Regions from separate parts of the Triticum aestivum genome. Here region 2 is linked to region 1. A link is a contact called in public Hi-C data. All regions are on one chromosome and are shown on one strand. Each heading gives the region's core, a stretch centred on a gene start, on an enhancer-like site or on the middle of the called end of the contact. The rest is flanking DNA. Distances are from core to core; before and after follow the strand shown.

The links. A called contact is a pair of places that touch in the nucleus more often than the background predicts.
Region 2: a Hi-C map of leaf shows a contact between it and region 1, with 8 times the contacts expected there. The contact joins the promoter of LOC123103957 here to the enhancer-like site in region 1. A contact is called at or near these places in 2 of 5 Hi-C or Micro-C datasets (both in leaf) and 1 of 1 datasets of contacts at active chromatin or transcription factors (leaf).

What each region holds. Positions count from the first base shown.
Region 1 is chr5A:452,782,991-452,787,438 of IWGSC CS RefSeq v2.1, forward strand. No RefSeq gene overlaps it. Among protein-coding and RNA genes, the nearest start is that of LOC123103957, 160 kb to the right of the region's middle. Within about 2 kb of position 2,096, at least 3 of the 8 cell types and tissues checked have an H3K27ac peak or open chromatin away from gene starts, as enhancers often do. A contact at or near this core is called in leaf, where this site is marked.
Region 2 is chr5A:452,947,933-452,952,983 of IWGSC CS RefSeq v2.1, forward strand. LOC123103957 reads left to right here and starts at 1,733. Exons shown (of 1, transcript XM_044525660.1): 1 at 1,733-3,191. The coding sequence starts at 1,849. The coding sequence ends at 3,036.

The DNA of each region.
Region 1 (4,448 bases), core at 846-3,345:
AGCACAATCGTGCCTCTCGCGGATGCAAAACCATGACTCTCGCGAAAGAAAAAAAACAGAAAACACGTATTTTTTTCCTTTCTGAGAGGCACGGCCGTTACTCTCGTGAAAGAAAAAAAGACAAAAAATGCGTTTTGTTTTTCCCTTTCCGAGAGGCACGGCCTGACTCTCGCGAAAGCACAACCGTGCCTCTCGCGAAAGAAAAAAAACAGAAAACATGTTTTTTCGTTTTCGAAAGGCACGACCGTGACTCTCGCTAAAGCACAACCGTGCCTCTCGCGGAAAAAACCGTTACTTTCGCGAAAGAAAAAAATGTGTTTTTTCGCGGAAATTTTTTTTTCAAATTTTTTTATCGAAAAGCTAAGGAAGACCGGGGGAAAACCAAACGTCGAAAAAACCCGAAAAAACCATTTAAAAAGCCGAAAAGGCGTGCGGAAAAATAAAAAAACAAAATCCGAAGGAAGCGTCCAGAACGCGACACGTGACAAATGACTGAGAGCGCGCCAAGTGACGCTGATCGTTGCGAGGCTCCCGAAGGAGCGCTCGTTAACTAGTTGCTCCCAGAAAACAAAGACCTCCCCAAACAAATACGAAGAAAAACCACCGGTAGGTAAGCCATAGGCGAGTGTGGCGTATACGTCGCATTAAGCGACATATACCCTTTTCGTCGGCTCCTCCGTTCTCATGCCTTTCTTCTCCTTTCCGAAAATTTGCAGGTAAAGGGATATGTGTCGGCACCTGCACATTTTCATCCACTTACCTACAGCTAGCCGGTCAGTACTCTCTTCGTCCGAAAAAATTTGTTCCAAACTTAACACTCAAATGGATATATCTAGTACCATGTTAATACATTCATTTGAAAGACAAAAGGTTTTTCGGACGGAGGAAGTACGTATATCCGTGGAAGGCACCGTGCCAATTAAAGGGCTGTATAATACAGGCGCCGGTGCACCGCACAGCCAGCCTTTCATGGCCGTTCACGTTTGCGGCAGGTGAAAAAAGGAGACGTACTGGTGCGTAACGTACGTGCGATCACGCGTGGAGAGGAGCAGACGTGACTCCGATTCACAAGCCACCACCTCACCTACTTACTGTACGCGCGAGCTGCACATGCTCTCACGTGCGCCGCGCGCCCGCTCGTGTGGACATTATACTTGCCCGCACGACTGCATCAGCCACGCTCGCCACTTCTACCAACCCGCTTTTACCGCGAGTAATTAACCATTCACCTCCCTAATCCAGCAGTAGAGAATAAGTACTGATCCGCAAAGTCGCGAGATGCCTGCTGCTCGGTACTTGCGCGTGTAACTGTTGGGGAAGAAGATGCATGCCTGCGAATGGCTGCTGCTCTGTCAGTGCAGTGCAGTTTTTTTTACTGCCGAGAGCGGTCAGATTGTGCTCGAGAAGGCGGCAGAAGCTGGGTGGCGTGTGACTTACATCACCAGGAAGAACAACCACCTTTGATCACGAGCGTACACGCACGGCTTCGATGTCAGTGTGCACTGAGTGTGTTCCAAGGAACATGCATCATTAACTAATGTGGTCGCTGTTGAAATACAGTGACAGACAAACTGTCCTTCCGGCTGATTTGTCCCGCTCTCTTTTCCTTGTCTGAATCGCTACACGGTTTCGTCTGCCGTGCAGTCCTATACAGTCATATCATTTCGACATTTCCCACTATGCGCGACGACGTTGGCCTACAGCCAACGGACCGTGCTAATCTAAGATTCTAAGGAATCACCTCACCTCAACCACGAAGCAATCTAGCATAGATAGCCATTGCGAGTCGTCCGATCAAGAAAGGAGTTCACACTTGTATCACATGTTGACAAAGCCACACCATCTCCAACTTGCTCTTGTGCTTTATCACTTCATTCTCTCGTTCTCACTTGTATTCTGACAGCGCCAGGTCGAGGTCGACGACAAGCAGAGAGATTGCCCAAGGAAGGCAGCACGCCGAGATTCCAAAGAAAGCTCAATGTATACGTAGCCAACTGCGACAAGTATTCCCAGAACTGTCGCTGCGCTATAGTGCCAGCCGGTGTGACTCACGCTTCGCAAAGGCGCGACGGCCGGCTAAGATCTGGACGTCGCGTCAATTTGATGGCTAAGATTTCACTGTCACGTCGACTTTTTATGCGGTCCAGATCAGACCGGGCCGCATCAAATGCTGCGCTGCCTGCCGTTCCACATCCAAAGGGACAAGATTATGCCCGACGTCGAAACGGCTGCAGGCGTGCTCAACCAGGCCGCTCCCGTCGATGCGATGGCATGCTGACAGGTGACCTAGCATCTCAGCTCACAGAAAGATAACACCAAGCTTCAAACTTTTATACTAGTAACGTTTCCAGTGATTTTTCCAAGTCACCGGTGACCGTGGGACGAAGAACCATGTGATCTGAACAATTGCATTGCACCGACACGGCATTTTTCCAAGAAACTGCGAGCAAAATTCAATCCATCTTGTCCGGGACTGTTACGTTGATACAGCACGTACGCGCTGCCGTACGTACAGGCTGTACCAAACAGAGCCTAAATAGTGTGGCGGACAGCGGCGGCTCGATGAGCCCATCAACGGGTGCGTGGGTCCTGGGAGACCAAAATCATGGGAAACCACAGGTGGGCTCCGACCATTATCTTTACGTATTATTGAATTTTGGCAGGGGATGAACAGTTGAACAACGAAGCAGGCTGAGTGAACCAGCATCCCCCCTTCCCTATGCTGGGCAGGGCACATCCGGATCCTATCCGCGTGTACTGTTCGTTGCGCTGGCCTTTGGGGGCTTTGGGCTATGAACATATGTGTTCCTTGGCGTGGAGCTCCTTCTCTATTACTCTAGGCTATGGCAAGAGCTTGTCCATTTTGATGTGTATACGCTTGGTCGCCGAGCTTGCATGATACTATGATCCAAGCCTCCTGGGCGACGAATGGCAAGTACTCGGAAATTATTTGCAGGGTCTTTAAGCTGCGCAAACAGCAAACCCGGGGGTCTTTCTTTGTCTCTACTAGTAAATGCGGCAATGCAGGCTGATGTTATTAGAAAGAAAATTAAGTATAATTTCAATTGGTACGTGTTTGTTATGTGATTAGTATAGATTTTGTTGATATGATATTAATTGCATGCTAAATATATTGAGCCTCTCCATTGAAGCAATCTAGAAGCCCTCTATGATCGAATCCCCCTCCGGCAGGAAACCGGTAAAGGCCCCTAGATGGGATCTCACGGGTACAAAAGATTGCGGCGGTGGAAAAGTGTTTTCGTGGATGCCCCTGTTGGTTTGGGGATATATATGCGTATATATAGGCAAAAGAATTAGGTCAGGAGGTGCACGAGGGGCCCACAGGGGTGGGGGCGCACCCTTTGTCCTTGTGGCCGCCTCGTGGCTCCTCCGACTTCATCTCCAAGTCTCCTGGTTGTCTTCTGGTCCAAGAAAAATCATTGCGAAGGTTTTATTCCGTTTGGTATTCTTTTTCTGCGAAACACAAAAACAAGGAAAAAACAGGAACTGGCACTGGGCTCTATGTTAATAGGTTAGTCCCCAAAATAATATAAAATAGCATATAAATGCATATAAAACATCCAAAACAGATAATATAATAGCATGGAACAATAAAAAATTATAGATACGTTGGAGACGTATCACCTGGATGCCCATATTGGCTCCTATATATTCTACGAAGATCTTTATCGGTCGAACCATTATGACAACATACGTTATACCCTTTATCTATCGGTATGTTACTTTCTCGAGATTCGACCGTCGGTATCTTCATACCTACTTCAATCTCATTACTGACAAGTCTCTTGACTCGCTCCGTAATACATCACCTTGTGACTAACTCCTTAGTCATTTGCTTGCAAGCTTATTATGTGTATTACCGAGAGGGCCCAGAGATACCTATCCGATACTCTGAGTGACAAATCCTAATCTCGATTTATGCCAACTCAACAAACACCTTCGGAGATACCTGTAGAGCATCTTTATAATCACCCAGTTATGTTGTGGCATTTGATAGCACACAAGGCATTCCTCCGGTATCCAGGAGTTGCATACTCTCATAGTCGAAGGAATGTGTATTTGACATGAAGAAAGCAATAGCAATAAAACTGACTGATCAATATGCTAAGCTAACGGGTGGGTCTTGTCCATCACATCATTCTCCTAATGATGTGATCCCGTTATCAAATGACAACACATGTCTATGCTTAGGAAATCTTAACCATCTTTGATCAATGAGCTAGTCTAGTAGAGGCTTACTAGGGACATGATATTTGTTTATGTATTCACACATGTATTTAGGTTTCCGATCAATACAATTATAGCATGAATAATAAACCTATATCATGAATAAGGAAATATAAAATAACAACTTTATTATTGCCTCTAGGGCATACTTCTTTCAGTCTCCCACTTGCACTAGAGTCAATAATCTAGTTCACATCGCC
Region 2 (5,051 bases), core at 483-2,982, 160 kb after region 1:
GAACTTTTATTTTCGGGGTATTTTTATTGCAAGGATAATTCAGAAAATAGAGAGAAAATACTATTTTTACTTTATTTAATGTAAATAACAGAAAGTAAAAGGAGGGTACAGAGAGTTGTGCTTTCTAACTTCATCCATCTCGTGTTCATCAAAAGAAATTCACTAACAAGATTGATCAAGTCTTGTTAACAAACTCTTTCTGAACCGCATGAAACCAGAGAATTTTCGAATAACACTAGGTTATCTCAACGGGGATATGCATGTCCCCAATAATAAGAATATCATATTTCTTCATGAGAGTAGGAAGAGGGAATTCAAAACCTTCAATAGTAATCGTTGAAATTTTTCCAATAGAATTGATATTGTGGACTTGAGATTGTTTCCTCGAAAAGTGTACCATATGATCATTACCATTAGAGCATGGTTAATAGTATAGCCAGCTGCTGGCTATAAGCCAGTGCCATGTCATCTACAGCCCATCTTATAGTCAACATGTACAATAGTAGATCAAAAGAGTGTACTACTTTTTTATTATGTGGCCCACCTTTCATTCTCACAAAGTGTCTAGGAGCACGTGCTAGAGCTGGCTCTTCACCAAGAGCCCGCTTATCTTCTCTCTCCTCTTCTCTTTCCTCCAACTAAGCACAAATATATTGGTTTATTCCTTATAGCCCGCTGACTCAGCTCTATTGTACTTGCTCTTAACATGAAAAGTGACATTACCTAGGGCAGCTCATAGCCACCGCACTCCCTGACGGGGTCCTTGCTGAATGTGTGGGGTTTCGGGTCCTCAAAAGTTTTCCTGTGGATCACGCTTCAGGCGAGGCTTCTTAAACGTGAGCTATGGTGCACCACTCTCGGTGTTGGAGGTACACGGTGATGTGTTCGTGTGTGAGCAAAATCATATATATTTTTGCCAAAATTTAGATTAAAGTGGTAGCCTTTTGTTGACGTTTTGAAAGTGGTAGTTCAGTGGGATACAACCGTGAATGTGATTATTTTTTCTCAAATACGCATGAGTATATGTATCATTCATTGTAAAAGGAAGGGGAAGAAGCTCCCCGAGGTCACATTTACAATGTTTATTTCCATGTGAAATTTATCCCACACCACCCAAGCTTCTACTACGGACTACTGCCTCATTGCCCACTCTACCGGGTCTACATCCAACCCTTGCGCCTCGCCCACACCACCCAATGTGAATTTTTTTTCTTGTTAATCACATGTTAAGCTTCCCTCTTGTGACTCAAACAATTTGTGTTTGTATTGCCGTGACCTCACGATCTTCTACCATAGTTTGGGTTACCCGCGATTTGACGTGCCATACTAAAATATCTGAGCTCCTGTTGTTCGCAAGAAAACAGAGCAGAGAATCTGGTTTCATGACCTGTCCAGTTTTGTTAGCCATTAAATTCGGCGGTAAAAAGTAGACAGAAATGCTAATACAAACCAGTTGATCACACTGTAGGCTGCTTGCCTGCTGACAGGCTGACACCGATCAGCGTCTCCTCTTCCACTTTTTTTTTCTGGTCTGGATTATAGCGTCCTCTATGCTGGAGGCATCGCTGTGGCTGGGCCCACGCAACACCCAGCGGCAGGACCTCAGATCTCCAAAGTGGGGCCACGGCCCATGGCCGCTGGGCCCAGACTTGTCCTCCACCCCCCACGGCCACGGCCACGGCTGCTTCCTGCTATATAGCGTACCCCGTTACCACCGTGTCCGCCCGTCTCCTTCGCTCTCTGCCGTTTTTCTCTGCCTCTCGCGCACGAACTCCCCGCTCCCCGCATCCAAAAGCCAAGACGCACCGGGGAAAGCAGCCGCTCGCCGAGGCGAGTCGGGCCGTCGCGATGGTGGATGTGGAGCACCGGATGGCGGGCATGGCCCCGGCGGCGCACGCGGCCGGCCTGCGCCGCCTGTCCACGCGCGCCGCGGCCGGCCCTTCCTCGGCGTCGGCGTCCCCGCGCCACGGGCTCTACTCCTTCCAGGGCGTGGCGTCGTCCGTGCTCTCGCACCTCCGGGCCTCCGGGGTGGCCGTCCTCCCGGGGCTTTCGGAGATGGAGCTCGCCCGCGCCGAGGCCGAGATGGGGTTCACCTTCCCGCCCGACCTCCGCGCCGTGCTGGCCCTCGGGCTGCCGTCGGGCCCCGGCTTCCCGGACTGGCGCTCCCGCGCGGGGCTCCGCGCCGCGTTCGACCTGCCCGTCGCGGCCGCGTCGCTCCAGATCGCGAGGGGCGCGCTGTGGCCGCGGTGCTGGGGGAAGAGGCCGGCCGACTCCGACCGCGCGAGGCGGCTCGCTCGCTCCGCCATACGGCGCGCGCCGCTGCTGGTGCCGCTCTTCGACCGCTGCTACCTGCCCTGCAGCCCCTCCCTCGCCGGGAACCCCGTGTTCTTCGTCACCGACGACCGCGTCCTCTGCTGCGGCCTCGACGTCGTCCACTTCTTCACCCGGGAGTCGTCCTTCCAGCCCATGGACATCTCCTCCCCGTTCGCGGCGATGCCCTCTTCCGGCACGAGCACGCCGTGCACGCGGCGCAGCCTCGACGCGGCCTGCGGCGGCCAGGCCCCACGCTGGATCGAGTTCTGGAGCGACGCCGCCTCCGACCGGCGTCGCCGCGACTCGTCGTCCTCTGAGGCCTCCACCGCATCCACATCGTCGTCAGGCTGCTGCTCGCCACCTCGGAGGTCGACACCGCGCTGGGTCGACAACTACCTGGACAAGCTCGGATCGGTGCTCAAGAAAGGTGGCTGGAGGGACAGGGAGGTGGACGAGATGGTGGAGGTGGCAGCGTCGGGGATGTTCGACGGCGAGGAGGCTCCGCCAGCCGCCGACGCGGAGGCCGTGCTCGACACACTCCTGCTGAAGACGGACCGGTGCTCAGACTCGCTCAGGCGGGCCGGGTGGAGCTCCGAGGACGTGTCGGACGCGCTGGGGCTGGACCTCCGGCGGTGCAAGGAGCCGCACCGGTCGGCCGTGCGAGTGCCCCCAGAGATCGCCGCCAAGGTCCAGCGCCTCGCGCGGACGGTGGCGCGGTCGTGACCAGCTGATCTCGCCGGAGGCGTCGGCGGTTAATCTTTCTTCTTTCTTTTCCCCTCGAAGGAGGGGGAAATCGATTCGATTAAACAACAACACTTGTATGTCACTACTACTAAGTGAGAAAAGTAAACGAGGCCATGTTCGCGTACGCAAGTAAATTAAGCCGTGTCCACGTGCATGATGTACCGTCAATTGCAGAGAACACAACGCCCCAGAAATTAACGCTGTTCTTCCGAGGGATCCATCCAACCCTTGTGTTCCCCTCCACGGATGGACGGTATCTTTTTCCCGTGTGCATGTGGTGGATACCATACCGTTAGGGCCTGGCTGTGTGGAATCTTATTCATTTACCAACCACGATGGGTGGGTGGTGCAGCTGCATGATGCCTTTGCAGTCACTGGTATGGGTATATAGTATCCACAAAGAGATTAACCAGATCCTGCGAAACTTCGATGCATCCATCCATCCAATGATCCAACCGTGAGGGATCACGCGAGAACTTACAGGATCACGCGCTCGCGCTTTACAACGGCTAACCCCATTTGCATTAGCATCAGTTGACCAACTGCCAAGAGTTCGGGCTACGCTTTACAGAGGGTACGTACGTGCGTGCGTGCATGCTTTCCTTGGGTGCTCAGCATGCTCCTCCTCCAAGTTGCATTGCATGTCTGCAAACCAAGCAAGAACATCTCAACATGCATCGTGCGCTCAGTGGCTGGCGGTAACTAATTAGTAGCAAGCAATCGCCCTGCTTTTCTTTTCTTTTCTTAAGCAGGGGGAAAGGGACATCGGGAGAGGATCGGGAGGCACGCCCGTCCCTTTCCTTGCCTCGCGCCACGGCGTGCTCGTGCTCGCCCCAAAAGGAAGGCTTTGTCCCGTTGTCATCGCCGGGCCGGCGGGCAACTTGCATGGCTGCACACGCGCGGGCGGCCCGTGGGCGCGCCCGCCGCTGGCCGTGGCCGCACCGTGCCGTACCCCGTGAGGGCCGTTGAGGCGTCGTACCGCCGTGCTACGTGAACAAGGCTGGCGCCCTCGACGACACGATCGGCGGCCTCGCTTTTGCTTGTGAGCGATGGACAGCTTTGTTGCCGGTCACTTGAGTTCTGTGCGCGCGCGCGTCCTCTTTTAATGCGCCGGCGTGACCACCGCCGGACGGACACGGAGCAGGTTAATAAAGCCGCCCGCTCCGCGGTTGGCGCCCACCCCCCGTGCACGCACGCATGCATACCCGTGCGCGCGCGCGCGCGCACCGCACGAAGCCGCTCTGGCAGATGTACGTGGTCCTGTGCGTGTGTACGCGCGGCCGCTCGCTGCCGCCGCGCTCTGGAGAAGCGTGGCGCTGTCACGCCGATGCCCTGCCGCCATGGCAATGGTTTTGTACTCTTGCGACCAGCCTTTACCCAAGGTAACAACACACACGGCCGAGGCACGGGGTTAACTTAATGCCGCCTATTACCGTCCAAGGAAAACTTAATGCCGCCTATTACTGTCCAAGGAAAACTTAATGCCGCCTTTCCAGAGCACGGACACCGGACATAGCAAGCTCAGAAGCTCGACCATGACTTGGCCATCATGCTGCCAAGGAGTTCGATGAGATTTTAGCGGGGGTGCAAATATTTCCAGTTGCACGGCCTATCACGGCGGCTGATTAGTCCGTGACGGTAGCTATTTTTTAGTGCTGCTCCAGCAATGACCCCCCATAGTGTGATGTTAACATCCTTAAAAGATGGAGATCAGCTGTCCGCATCTTTATCGGCTCTCTGGTGGCTCTCCTTACCTCCCGAGCCGGCGTCAGTAATTATGCCGAGCTAGCATGGACGGTCGGGAAGCCGATCTGATCTCGTCCCCTCTAAAAACACTTGCGGCGAAATTTCCTGCCACTTGACGCGATATTTAACTCGCCCATCCATGGGATTAGTAGGAGTAGCACGTATTAGTATAGTAGTACACTAAATAAAGCCCGCCTACCTTTCAGCAGACAAAATCTGGACTTATTACCCTGTCGCACTGGACACTG